2 separate regions of the Ovis aries genome follow, and region 1 is linked to region 2. The links are chromatin contacts, called in public Hi-C maps. All regions are on one chromosome and are shown on one strand. The core of a region is the stretch at or near the end of the contact, and the rest is flanking DNA. Distances in the headings are between cores, read along the strand shown.

Evidence for each region. A called contact is a pair of places that touch in the nucleus more often than the background predicts.
Region 1: a Hi-C map of tail adipose tissue shows a contact between it and region 2, with 4 times the contacts expected there. The contact joins the promoter of RND3 here to the enhancer-like site in region 2. A contact is called at or near these places in 3 of 16 Hi-C or Micro-C datasets (liver, skin fibroblasts and tail adipose tissue).

The regions. Positions count from the first base shown.
Region 1 is chr2:159,057,509-159,064,517 of ARS-UI_Ramb_v3.0, forward strand. RND3 (Rho family GTPase 3) reads left to right here and starts at 3,984. Exons shown (of 5, transcript XM_004004709.6): 1 at 3,984-4,380; 2 at 4,895-4,982. The coding sequence starts at 4,231.
Region 2 is chr2:158,933,499-158,940,317 of ARS-UI_Ramb_v3.0, forward strand. No RefSeq gene overlaps it. Among named protein-coding and RNA genes, the nearest start is that of RND3, 120 kb to the right of the region's middle. Within about 2 kb of position 1,338, at least 9 of the 54 cell types and tissues checked have an H3K27ac peak or open chromatin away from gene starts, as enhancers often do. A contact at or near this core is called in liver and tail adipose tissue, where this site is marked.

The DNA of each region.
Region 1 (7,009 bases), core at 2,734-5,233, 130 kb after region 2:
TCCCTAGATAGGGAGTGTCTTCCAAATGAGTGCTTTCCTTAGGGAAAACCTTTCACTGCAGTCTAAAATTTTAGTCTTTCCTAGGACTTTAGGTGGCACTAGTGGTAGAGAACCCACCTGTCGATGCAAGAAACATAATGAGATGTAGGTTCAGTCCCTGGGTCAGGAAGATCCCCTAGAGGAGGGCATGGCAACCCACTCCAGTATTCTTGCCTGGGAAATCCCAGGGACAGAGGAGCCTGACAGGCTGCAGTCCATAGAGTCGCTGAGTTGGACACGACTGAAGTGACTTACCACACGAAGGACTTTAGGTTTCATTTAGATCTGAAAATCTCATTGAAGATAAACAGTTTCATCAAAGTTTCATAGTTAGTGGAAGGAGAGGTGAAAATTTACAACTGGAGCCATTCATTCGTTCATTCAAATAATCAAGTCATTACCCTGCTTCACACTCTCCTGTGTCTATCTGTTTCGCTTAGGATGAAATCCAAATTTTATGATCCTATCTATTTTCTTCCTCCTTCAATGGGCCCACTTGACTCCAGCCTTCCTTCTGTTCCTTCCACCTGCTGAATTCTTTCCCTGGATGTAACTTTTCCACTGTCTGTCCCCTTGTTTTCAAATGGACCCTCTCATGGCTGATTCGTTCTCACCATTGACGACTTAAGCTCGTTAGAGAGGTGATGCCAGGCCTCTGGTTTGATCTCCACCTTCCTATGCTTCGTCACACCATCCTGTTTGGTCTTCACAGAGCTTAGTGCAGTCATTCTTATTTGCGCACTTGCTTACTGCTTTATTGTTTATCTTTTGTCTGGCATATGTATGTGTAAGAGCAGCAGGCAGGCTGGCTTGTTTACTTTTCTATCTACAGTCCCTAGAACAGTATCTGGCATATTGTTACTGTTGTTTACGTGCTAAGTCCTGTTCGACCCTTTTTGCTACCCCATGGACTGCAGCGCGCCAGGATCCTCTGTCTATGGGATTTCCCAGGCAAGAATAGTGAAATGGGTTGGGTTGCTATTTCCTTCTCCAGAGGATCTTCCTGACCCAGGGATTGAACCCATGTCTCCTGCATTGGCAGGTAGATTCCACTGAGTTACCAGGGAAGCTCATCTGGCATACAGCAGGTGCTTAATAAATATCTGTTGAACTAAATGCTAAGTGAATTTTTAAAAAATATTGAGTATCTACTACACACTGAATAATAGAGACTCAAAGTTAAGGCAAGGAAAGAAATCTTACCCTAAAGAAATTTGAAGCCTGGTGACTTCAGGCAGTTGGGTTTCTACTCAATTACACAGCCGCTAAATTTCACTCAGCAACTCACAGATTCCTAGAAATTCAGGTCACCTGATTTCCAAAATTGGTCTATGATTTCAGATTATTCATTAAATTGATTAGGTCTCTCATTTTGCCTGGGCCAGATCCTATTTACAGCTGTTGTTCTGACCATCAGTGGTACCTCCTTTTGCTCTCAAAATTGTCCCAGCATATATGATGAATTACATGGTCATCTTACTGTCAGCCAAGTACTAATAATTCATAACTTATTGTTAGTTAGAGAAGTTTAACTACATAAACTTCATCAGTTCAGAAATGTGAAAGGTCAAATCATATCTCCAGAAAGAAGCAACTTCCTAAGTTAAAACTCTGAGAAAAAAAGGTGAGGTGTGAATCTATTCTCTTATCATCAATTAGTCAGTCCATTAACAAGGCCAGAATTTCCCAATATATGTTCAACAATTCTGAGAAGTGCAACTAAGAGTTACTTGTGACAAATAAAGTAAGGGCAAAGATTCTTTATTGTACCAGTAACTACCCTGCAAACTTCACTTGCATTTCCTCATCATTACTATTGGGATTTTACAGATGATGAAATTAAGGCTTTGAGAGATTAAGTAACTCATCCAAGGTCACACAGATACACTTCTTTATGTTTTCCTGCTCCCAATCACTATGTTCATTATTTCCCAAGCAAGTAAATATTTTGATAATTTGGGGGGATGCTGGGTTAAACTCTGTTAGGCAGGCTACTTTTCTATAGAGCCTCTTACTGTTGTAGTATATCAAAGGGCATGGTATATCTTCAAGGAGTGATACAGGCATAGTGTCTCCATCACTCACTGGGACATAAGACCCTTTTTGTGAGGACCCTTTCTGCAGAGCAGACTTTGGCTAGTACTGCTTTAGGAACCTGAGCAGGGCCAGCAATCCCTTTTTCCGTAGGTCAGTTCTCTGTGTATATTAACACAGCCTTACACACCGAGTCTGAGTTAGTCTTCCTTTGGGGAGCTCCAGTTTTCTTTGCTCTGAAATGAAGAAGAGACAATCCTTAGATCCCTGAGGCTTCATGGTCCTAGGGTTGATACTTACATCTGTGCTTTTAACCATCTTTCATTGTGCCTTTTCACTCCCCATACTGAACTTTCTGGTTTTTCACCTTATCCTCTCATTTACAAATCTAGAAATGTCCATCGGGAAACCTATACTTTTTTTTTGGCTAATGTCCTTAGTACAATTTAATAGCTAAAACCTCTGCAAATTTTGTCGGTTGTAACAACATGGATGGACTTGGAGGACACTGTACTAAATGAAGTAAGTCGGAGAGAAAGACAAATGTTGTATGATATCACTTATATAAGAAACCTAAAAAATAAACTGGTGAATATAACAAAAGAAACAGACTCAAAGATAAAGAGAACAAACTAGTGGTTACCAGTGGGAAGAGGGAATTGGGAGGAGCAAGAAAGGGTTAGAGCATTAAGAGATACCAGCAACTATGTATAAACTGAATAAGCTACAAGAATACATTGTACAGCACAGGGAAGATAGTCAATATTTTATAATAACTATAAATGGTGCGTAATCTTCAAAAATTGTGAATCTTTATGTTGTACACCTGAAATTTATATGATATTCTAAATCAGCTATACCTCAATTAAAAAATTGTAAAAATAGGTGAAACCTTCTGATCACTTGGAGCACAGGAAATGATGAGTAAAGAAGGACTTTTAGAGGGAAGAGAGAACAAATATATGGCTATTTTTAGTCCTCTCAGACTTTCAGGTGGGGGTGGGGGTGGATGTTGAGGCAGTGGAAAGGGAGTGGTGGGTTGTACCTGCATTTTTCAGCTAAGCATATACACATTTTCCGGGCCAGTCAAGGGTGCTTTGGTTTTAAGGAAGGGGAGACTGCTTATAAAGGAATTAAAGGGCAGGGTCAGAATCCCTCCTATCCCCTCTTCTCACTGAAACAGGGGCAACCGCTAACCTTGCATGCTTAGGTCCCTAGTGTAGTAGGATTGAGTTTTCCAATGGCTTTTGTTACTCAGCTATGATCATCTTCCACTTTTTTTTTCTTCTACTCACAAACCTCCCCTCCCCTCTCTTCCAAACCTTTCCCTCTCCTCCTGAGTCACTGAAACAGAGGTTTCCAAAGCCAGTCTGTTGCTGTGACCCCAGCAAGCCAGTTCCGGCATCTCAAACAACCTGGCTTAGCTATTGTTCCGTGGCCTAAATACCTGATGCAAAACATTTCCTAAGAAAATACAAGCACTTAACCCTTCCCCACCCAAGATTTGCTTTCCGTGTTTCATAACGATGTTTTGGGTAAGAAATGCTTTTGTTTTCATAAATGCTCACGAAGCTTCCGTAGAGCAGCCCCCATGAAAACGTTTATCCAGAAATTCTAATAAAAATCAATATGCACAGACAATTCCATTCCCCACTTCTTCCTGGACTTGTACAGTCCCAATCTTCAGCACAGCGTCACTGGGGTCCTCTAGTCGTCGCCGAGCTTTGGGCTGGAAATCGTTCCCGCATGATCACCCTAGAGGGCGCACTGTCTACATTTTCTGCAAGTAACTAGACGGCGCTGTCTCCCAGGTTCCATAAAAGGGGAGGAGGCGGATCAGTTTCCTTCTCTCATTGAGAAAGAGGATTGGAAGGCCGGGCGTATAAAGCCGCGCAGAGAGCGTGAAACAAAGCAGTCGGATCGGAATTGGACTTGGGAAGCGCCTTTGGAGTCAGGCATAAAACTTGTTGGAGGAGAGTAACGAGCCTGCTCCTCTAGCTCTCCTCATCCGCGCGGCGCCTCAGGGGTTCCCACCACCCTTGCGGTTTATTTTTATATCTGCTTTTTAATAGAGAAAGAAATATACATATATATATATTTTTTTTTTTTTCCTCTTAAGTGAAAATTCCTGTTTCAAGAGAAAATAAGACAAGATCAATGAAGGAGAGAAGAGCCAGCCAGAAATTATCCAGTAAATCTATCATGGATCCTAATCAGAACGTGAAATGCAAGATAGTAGTGGTGGGAGACAGTCAGTGTGGGAAAACCGCGCTACTCCACGTCTTCGCCAAAGACTGCTTCCCCGAAGTGAGTGTGGCCGGCTGGGGGCTGCGGGCGGGCGGCGGGGAAGGGATCCCCGTCTCGAGGTGGGTTTCCCTGGCTTTCACCCTTCACCCGGTTCTCTCTCTCTCTCTTTCTTTCTTTCTTTTTTTTTTTCAGCCGTCTTTCTCACTGCTTATTACTTTCGCCCCGGTTAGTTGTCAGGAAAGGAAAAGTGGGGTGGAAGCGTGGAGGGGTTGGGATGCGCTTGCACATTTTCCTGTTAGCTTCTGAAACTTGTTCGGTCATGTGTGCAGAATCTGGGATTGGGAGATTCGGATCCTCCACTTTTGGAGAATCCGGGTGGGGTGAGAGGGAACTTAGGGCTTTCGGAAAGGATCTGCGTGTTTAGTGTGAGATGTGGTGCGTGTGGATTTGAGGGGGGGGGGGTCTTCGTTTTTTAATGGGAGAGTAAAGAGACTATTTTCAGAGGGTGTTCTGCAGCTGTCGTGCATTTTAAGATAACCTCTTTGCCCTCTTTACTTCTGTCCATTTTATCCAGAATTACGTCCCTACAGTGTTTGAGAATTACACGGCCAGTTTTGAAATCGACACACAAAGAATAGAGTTGAGCCTATGGGACACTTCGGGTAAGAGAGTCATCTGACCGCGTGGCGCTCGGGCGGGTTTCCAGGCGTTCAGGGGGTGCGCAAAGGGTCTCCGGGCCCCGCGTTTCTGGCACGCTCTCGGCACCCGCCAGCGCCCGTTCTGCGTTCCTCCGTTAACTTTGCTTCTTACGAGGGATTCCCTGATATATGAAAATTTTGCCCCTTCTGAATGGGGGTGGGGGGACGATATTGGGTCGGGCAATAGCTGTGGGAAGAAAAGGAAGCTCCGTGCCCGAAGGGTCACCCCGGGATGTAAAATGCTTGTAGCCGGGTGTCCGGGGAGCGGTTGGCCCGCGGAGCTGTGCCCGAGTCCTCTCGGGGTGGCCAGGGTAGCTAAATGTTAGGGGGGATGTGTGCGCCTTGTCGGTATCAACTGGCTCTAGGATGCGAGCGCCCCTCCAGGATCTAACCTGCTGCTTGGCTGGTAGACTGGGAGCACTCAGAGGGTGGTGGCCAGTGGAAGAAAACCCCCGAAGCCACGCACTTACGTGCGGATTCCGCGCTTGCGGAGAGAGTAGGGGGCGCGCAAGCACCCGCAGCGCTCGTGACGCCTATTGCCAGGAATGCGCTGGCTGCGCGGGCAGCACCCGGCGGGGGTCCCCGGGCCTCCTCTCCTAGCTGCCCGCCGCCCGCGCCGCCTCGGTGCCGACCTGCAGCTCTGAGCTCCCCCGCCCCCGTGATCACTTGGTGTCCTCCGGCCCACGCCATTCCCTCCTACCCATTGCATCACCCCTCTCCAGTGTGCGAGGCTGCGGGCTGCCCTATTCGCCTGTGACCTTCCCATCCAGTTGAATTATTGGCACGGTGAATTATTTTCTAGTGTCTGGGGTTCAAGGCCGGGTTATCGCCTTCCCACGCACTCACGCACCAACCTGGCACGCAGCTGTAGGGAGGGCCGGTTACACCGCGAAGGGGAAGGCTTCCCCGCGCAGATGTTAGGGGTTCAGTCTGGGTCAGGCGCGGTGGGGGCGGTAACATCACCTAGACTCTCCGGCTGGAACCCGGGGACCCGCAGACCCTGCTACGGTGCCTGGCGGCGTAGGAGTGCCTTTTCCAGGAAGGGTGTAGCCTCTGGAGAAGGAGGAGGAGACAGCGGGAAGGCCCGGGGAAGGCCCCTGAGCTTAGGTCTAGGAGTTTAGCAGGGAGCTGGGCTGCTGCGGGTGAACCGAGCCAAATCCTGGGTGAAACTGGCGAGGAGGAGCGCGCAAGTGCCAGCACGCAGACTTTACTGTCGGGCGGGGAAGGCCCGCGAGATGGCCCTGTGCTCAGCTGGCAGGGGCCTCGCGTAGATGCTTGTGGGCTGTGCGAGCTTCCCACCGCCCCCGGCTGTAACCTCTGGAGCCCCGGAGGGACTGAGGCGATTAGAGAGCACAAGGAAGAGGCCAGACTGACAGGGTCGCCAGAGGCAGTCCCTGCACAAAGGCAAGTGAGAAGTCTCGCGCGAGCGCCTCTCACGGTTGTTGCCAGGTGCTCCGAGGGCTGCAGTAAGATGCGCTGATTTTGTTTCTCCCTGGAGAGTCGGGCTCTTCCTGGAGCCTCGCCAAGGGTAGCAAAACCAAGACCTCACCGGATTTTATGCTGAGGATTGCACACACTCTCAAAACTATAGGGAAGGTGGTGATAGACGTAATGCTTGTTTCAGGCATTTCCATCGTCAGATTTGTACACAGCCTAGTTCTTAATGGACTCCAATTACCAGATATATCGTGGTATTTGTTATGCCTCGTGGGCAGGACAGCTGGTACGGTACCAATAATTAACACCAACACTCAACCCCCTCTCCCAGTCTGTTTGGACCTAATGCAGGATAAGAGTGATTTAGACATGGGGGTCTGTGAGTCTGATTCGGTCTTTGATACAAGAGCTATGTTTAGATTTTAAGCTACTTCTTACACGGATATCTGGGTACGGATCCTCTCCTTCCCTGAGTCTCATTTCGTCATCTGAAAAAAGGATACAGAAGCAAATAATGTGCAGGATCATTCCTAGCTGTAGACTTCTTGGCTTTG
Region 2 (6,819 bases), core at 88-2,587:
TTGAAAAATAAAAACAATTTTAAAAGATTTAAATAGGATAGAGGGTCTTTCAATTTGGCAGTGGAACAAATCTTTTAGAATGTCTTTAGGAATTCCTATAGAGCAAATGTTTTCATATCAGCGTTGGTCTGTCCCCAATGGACCAAAGAAAAAAGTTGGAGGCAAAAAGGGTTCTGTAAAAATCATGGAATTGTGAATTACAATGAAGATATTAATGACTGGTTCAATTTTGAGGCAATTCTTATTATTTTAAAAATTTACATTTTACAACTAAATGCAAAGCATGTATAAAGAGTTACCATACTTTTGAAAAAGCAGGTTTAACTACTTAACAAAAAACGTATTTTGCACATTTAAGACATATTTTTTAAACCAAATAATCTTTTGACACTTCATTTTGTGTGAGGCTAGGGTGGAGCATTATTTTATTCAGTGTTACATCTACCAAGAGCATGTGTTCTTTTCTTAATACCTTCCCTATTCACTCTGGGTTAGTACTTTAAACCACTTCACTAACATTTTAATAAGTCATATTTAAGGCACGTGACAAAAGCTTCTAATGAATCTACAGCCCGGTGTCTTAAAATGATCTGAATTTTGTTACTGTGAGATTTCTAATGAAAAGTAGAACTTTTCCACTTAACAGCATTAAGTTTTAGACTTAAAAAGCCTTTTTAAGTCTCCCAAAAGCCAAAGATAGATTCATCCTTGGTTAGAATAAAGGGAAATGAGATCACTTAAGAAATGTGGGAGAAGACTGAGGCTGAAAGCAGGGAGAGATTTGGCCCTGCGTACTCAAGAACTTTGGAGAAGGCAATGGCACCCCACTCCAGTACTCTTGCCTGGAAAATCCCATGGACAGAGGATTCTGGTGGGCTGCAGTCCATGCGGTCGCTAAGAGTTGGACACGACTGAGAGACTTCGCTTTCACTTTTCACTTTCCTGCATGGGAGAAGGAAATGGCAACCCACTCCAGTGTTCTTACCTGGAGAATCCCAGGGACAGTGGAGCCTGATGGGTTGCCGTCTATGGGGTCGCACAGAGTCAGACATCACTGAAGTGACTTAGCAGCACCCAAGAACTTCCTGGTGGCTTTCCTGGTGACTCAGATGGCAAAGAATCTGCCTGCAATGCAGGAGATCCAGGTTTGAGCCCTTGGTTGGAAAGATCCCCTGGAGAAGGGAATGGCTATGCGCTCCAGTATTCTTACCTGGGAAGTCACAGGGGAAGAGGCACCTGGTGGGCTGCAGTGCATGGGGTCAGTATATGGAGTAACACACCACCCAAGGGCAGCATAGCCGCGTCAGGGATCATCTGCTCTGACATTACTACCCGTTTCCTCCAGAAGGTGGTGCTTGTCAGTCACTCCTGGCTGGTTGTCAGGGAGGACTAAACTATATCTTGCCTCTTAAAAATGTTCCCCTCACCAAAAGAAGCCAGTGTATACAAAAGCATTCCTGGTGTGGCAGCAGACATCATACTTAGGCATATCCACAACTCCCACGTAAACGGCACTGGGAGCTTGTGTTGGAGGACTGCCCAGGGAGATACGAGTCCCTCAGCATTACAAAAGAGAAAGTTCACGATGTCGTAAAATTCTAAACCAAACGAGTCTTAACTAAAGACCAGCTGTCCTAAGAGTTCTTAGCAAAGCCCTGTTTTGAGTTTGAAGTTATTATGTTATTGAAGTTGTTTGCAAGTTTCCTATGTGTATTTATAGGGGGGAGTTGATAGATTTCATTATATTTTCAAAGGTGTCCAAAAAGAAATAAGACTAAGGAAGACTTATTTTAGGAAGGAGGAAGCTGATTCACAGCATGGTTAAGCAACCTTCTCATGTTCCAGAATCCTTGTGGCAGAGACGTAGAATCCTGTTTTCCTGAGGGATGGTGCAACTACAAAAAATTCTAACAAAATTTCTTCACTTCTAAGAAAGAGAAATTTTTATAATGCTGGGCTATTCTGTATCACATCATAATAACTCTGAGGCTGGTTAAATAGTCAAAGCTATTAGCATTATGCTAATCATTTAAAAAGTGCTTATTTGACCAAATGTTTCCGTTTTGATTGATTATGTTGGCATTATCCAGACATAGCCCAAATAACAGCACACTCCCATGACTATAATCCTGTAAATATTCTGGCATTTCCCCCATTACCAATAAAACTATTCAGCACAAGTATGCAGCATAAAAGGGAGAAAAATGGGAAACATATGTTTGAGTTCTCCATGTGAAATCTATAGCCATTAAGGGAATGATTTGCATTATGTAGCCTGATCGTGTAGCTAGCAACCATGGGATGCAGCAGATAGGAGGGGCAAGGTTGGGAGAGAGATTTCCAAAGGATACAGAATTACAATTCTTTTCTAAACCAGGACAATCCAGAGGCAAAACTAGTGTGAAAACATTTATATAGGACAAATCTTGTACTCCTATCATATGATGTGGTTTAGGGTAAACTAATAAAAAGGCAAATATTCTGAGAAAAACTACAACCTAATCATTGTTACAAAGTCACTAATAAGGTAACCCAAACCCAAAAGGAAAAGACAGACATCAACAGCAAAATAACACCTAAAATCCCACATAAATATCAGAGGATAATAATTACTAACTTGAATAAGGCTCACTTCCTTTCCACAACTCTCTTTGAGTGCTTTGCTTCTCCTACCACCAAGGTTAGAAGTCAATTTTTCATGAGAAAATAGAGTAAAAAGAAGCTGAGTTTCCCATGGTGGCTGCATGGGGCAGGAAGCTGGAGTGAGGCTTCTATGACAGTTCAGCCTTCATGCTGTGATAGAGGCAGGGAGGTTCAAGATGTCAAGGGAAGATGGCAGGGAGAGGAGGATGCTGTGGGGTAGAAGGAAAGACTCTGGGAGTGAAGTGGAAGATGGGAGAAGATGAAAAGTTTTCATAGCTTGGAAGCCCTGACAATCTTGAAAGAAACAGAGCAATGCAGAGTAATTCCAGTTTGGAGGATGTATCCTTCAGTGTGACACTGTTGAGGGGGAGATAAGGGCAGAAAGTCATCAAGACTTTATGAAGACAAGCAAAAAAAAACAAAACAAAACAAAACAAAAAAACAAAACGGTAATATTGCCTAAAAACAATGCCCAGGTAGCATTTGTATTTATGACACAGATACACCAAGTGTGACCTAATTTTCACAATGGGACACTTTCAGTGGAGTGGGTATATTTGTCATTACACTTATCACAAAATATAGGTGTTCAGCATACAGTGGAATCACATCATATTGTTTGTAATGAGGATTAGGGCTGGAAGAAAGTGAAGGGTGAAAGACAAAGGTTAAATATACCACCACTTAAAACTTGCATCAAGGTCAATTGCAAGTTTCAGTACCTGGTAATACCAGGAAGTGAACTGAGTAAGTAAATCCTTTCCATATTTGGGATGGCTGCTATCAACGTTCGTCAACTTGGGAAACAAGCTTGCCTTATTCCTCATGCTTGTGAAGGTGTGGAGCACAACAGGTTACAATGCGTCTCTGGCTGTGGGGAACAGGCTCAACCCTGCTATCAGTAGGCAAAGTCTTCAGCTGTCCCTTCCCTCCTTCTCCCAGGTCCCACAAGTCTTTGTTTTAGTGACTTGCTTGCAGGAGGATGCTTTGAATCATGGATTGCTGCATAAAACCTTCAGGTTGGGATTCAGTGGAGACAGCTAAGAAGGAAGAAATTTATTGGAGGATGTATTGGAGTATATCAGCTTGTTGTTTAGTGAAAGAGGTCTCTGAGCTTTTGTGGCCAACTGTCCAGAAAATATCCTCTCTGTGGGGGCATTTCATGCCTAATTGTTATTAATAGAAATAGGTTTTAATTACTTGCCACTTTTCCATAGCTCCATTAAGCCATATTGTATACTGGGCAGTGGGCATCATTTACTCACTGCTCACAGGCCAGCGCCTACCAGACTCAGGTTAAATTCCACCTACGTTTGCTTTATGTGTAATGTTTTTATTGTGATCAATATTCTGGAATTCGAGCCAAATCACAAAGCCATTTTACTGCTTGGGGATTAAGTTGATGATCACAGTTCCTAGACATCAGATACCATTCTTCTCCTTGAAATTTACAATAGGGGGATCCAAATGTAAGGCAGATTTTGTGACTTTATAAATCCCATGAGGAATATATCTGGGGTATGCTATTTCACAGTATGTTTGTGAGTAATTTGCCCTAGAACATCACTCAGTATCCTCCAGTTTGCAGGTGTGCATGCTCGGTGGCTCAATCTAATGCAGCCCCATAGACTGTAGCCCACCGGGCTCCTCTGTCCGCAAGATTCTCCAGGCAAGAATACTAGAGTGGCTTGGCATTTTCTCCTCCATGGGACTTTCACCACCCAGGGATCAAAAGTACATCTCCTGCATTGGCAGGCAGATTCTTTACCACTGAGCCACCTGGGAAGCCCATCCTCTAGTTTAGATGAACAGAAATCCCAGTCTCCTTTGTATATGGATATTTCCTCTTCAGTATTCCAAGAATTCCCCTAGGATGCTTACATGTATGCAAAGGGATAGCCTTGCGTGCTGCCACTGCCCCTGGAATGTGACTCCCACACACCTTCTTGAGGTTGAAGAACATGGTAGCCAATTCTATAGACTAGCTGCAATAGAGCGAATCCCACCCACCTCCTCTTGATTGTTGTCAGCAAACCCAAAATCTGCTGAGCATCTAAGGACCCAGACAAAAGAGCCCCAATCCTGAGACTCAATCAGCTGTATTAGTGGGTATCATTCATATCAGAAGCAAGACTGCTTGGGTCTGAAACCCACAGTACAATCATTTCCATTAGGGCAAGTCTTTACCCAGCAGCCCAGAGATTTCAGGACTTGAAACTTCATCCAAGGGTATCTTGTTCCAAGATAGCCTCTGCTCTCCTCTGTATTCACAGAAGCACTTCCCAACTAATGGGAATAAGACTAGGGCAGGTCCTGGTGTTCAGTTACTCAGCATATGGTTCAGAGTACTGACCCCATTTTTCTTAGCATCCAAAAAAGTTTAACTCTGGTACTCCTGCTGCCCTTCCCAGCCACTGGGCATTGGTAAAGACCACCCTGCCAGGCCACAGGAGCTTTGAAAATTGAGTAGAAATTTAAGCCTTGTGCCAGTTTGCCAGTGCTCTTTCTAGTCATCATAGAAGTTCATATATCAGTAGTTGTTTACTTATCTCCCTGCCGCAAAAAAAAAAAAAAAAAAAAATCACTGGATACTCCGCTACCCTAAGTAGAACATAGTGGCAAAGTCTGAACATTAAAATTAGGAAGCCCTGGATTAAAATATGAACTTCATTCTAGATATGCATCCTTGAGGGAGCTAGTGAGCCTCTTTAACTTGTTTCCTTATCTGTGCACTGAAAAGAATAAAGAGCATAATAATCTTCTGGGGTGGTTAGTGTGATTCAAATTAGTGATAGAGTTTAGAGCAGTATTTGACACAGTAAGTACACAACAAAGGTAGCTCTTATGAATATCAGTTGTAGTGTCTAAAAAACACCTGCAGTAAGTTGAAGGCGTGGTGCACCCAGGGGCAGATGAGGCTTATGGACGTGTCCTGCTGCAGAGGGACGCCTCTGTCCTGCCCTCTTGAGCAACAGAGTCTCAACCACAATTGGCAGGTGGGGTCCTCTGGTTCCAGATACCTATCTGTAATAATGCCTGACATGCACCTTAAATGAGGGCTATATGAACATAACAAAATTATTAGCTGAAAATGACTGGACCCGCCCAAAGGAATGAAAATTATGTGCAGGTCACTACACAGTTAACTCAAATACATTAAGACACCATAAGCACTGTTCTATGATAGTAGTGGTTAGTTTCCTCTTAGTATAAAAGCTTTAGAATTGATACGCTTTTCAATGATTATTTTATGTTTATTTTCCCTTTTTATCTTGAAATGTTTCAGAATATTAAAAATTCTTGCATTATAAAACAAATAACTCATTGTTTAAAAAACTCGAATATGTAATTCTCAAGATAATAAAAAGCTGTGTACTTAGGCGCTCAGTGGTGTCCAACTCTTTGCGACTCTATGGACTATAGACTGCCAGGCTTCTCTGTTCACAGAATTCTCCAGGCCACAATCCTGGAATGAGTAGCCTTTCCCTTCTCCAGGGGATCTTTCCAATTCAGGGATCAAACCCAGGTCCCCCACATTGCAGGCATATTCTTTATCACCTGAGCCAAATAAAAAGCTAAATTTAATAAATTTAGAAGGATGAATTGTCTGTCCTTATGAACTTTCTGCAGTAGCCACAGGATTGCAAAAGGTCAGTTTTCATTCCAATCCCAAAGAAAGGCAATGTCAAAGAATGCTCAAACTACCACACAATTGCACTCATCTCACACACCGGTAAAGTAATGCAATGCCAAAGAATGCTCAAACTACTGCACAATTGCACTCATCTCACACACTAGTAAAGTAATGCTCAAAATTCTCCAAGCCAGGCTTCAGTAGTACTTGAACCATGAACTTCCAGATGTTCAAGCTGGTTTTAGAAAAGGCAGAGGAACCAGAGATCAAATTGCCAACATGCGCTGGATCATGGAAAAAGCAAGAAAGTTCCAGAAAAACACCTATTTCTGCTTTATTGACTATGCCAAAGCCTTTGACTGTGTGGATCACAATAAACTGTGGAAAATTCTGAAAGAGATGGGAAATACCAGACTACCTGACCTGCCTCCTGAGAAATCTGTATGCAGGTCAAGAAGCAACATTTATAAATGGACATGGAACAACAGACTGGTTCCAAACTGTAAAAGGAGTATGTCAAGGCTGTATATTGTCACCCTCCT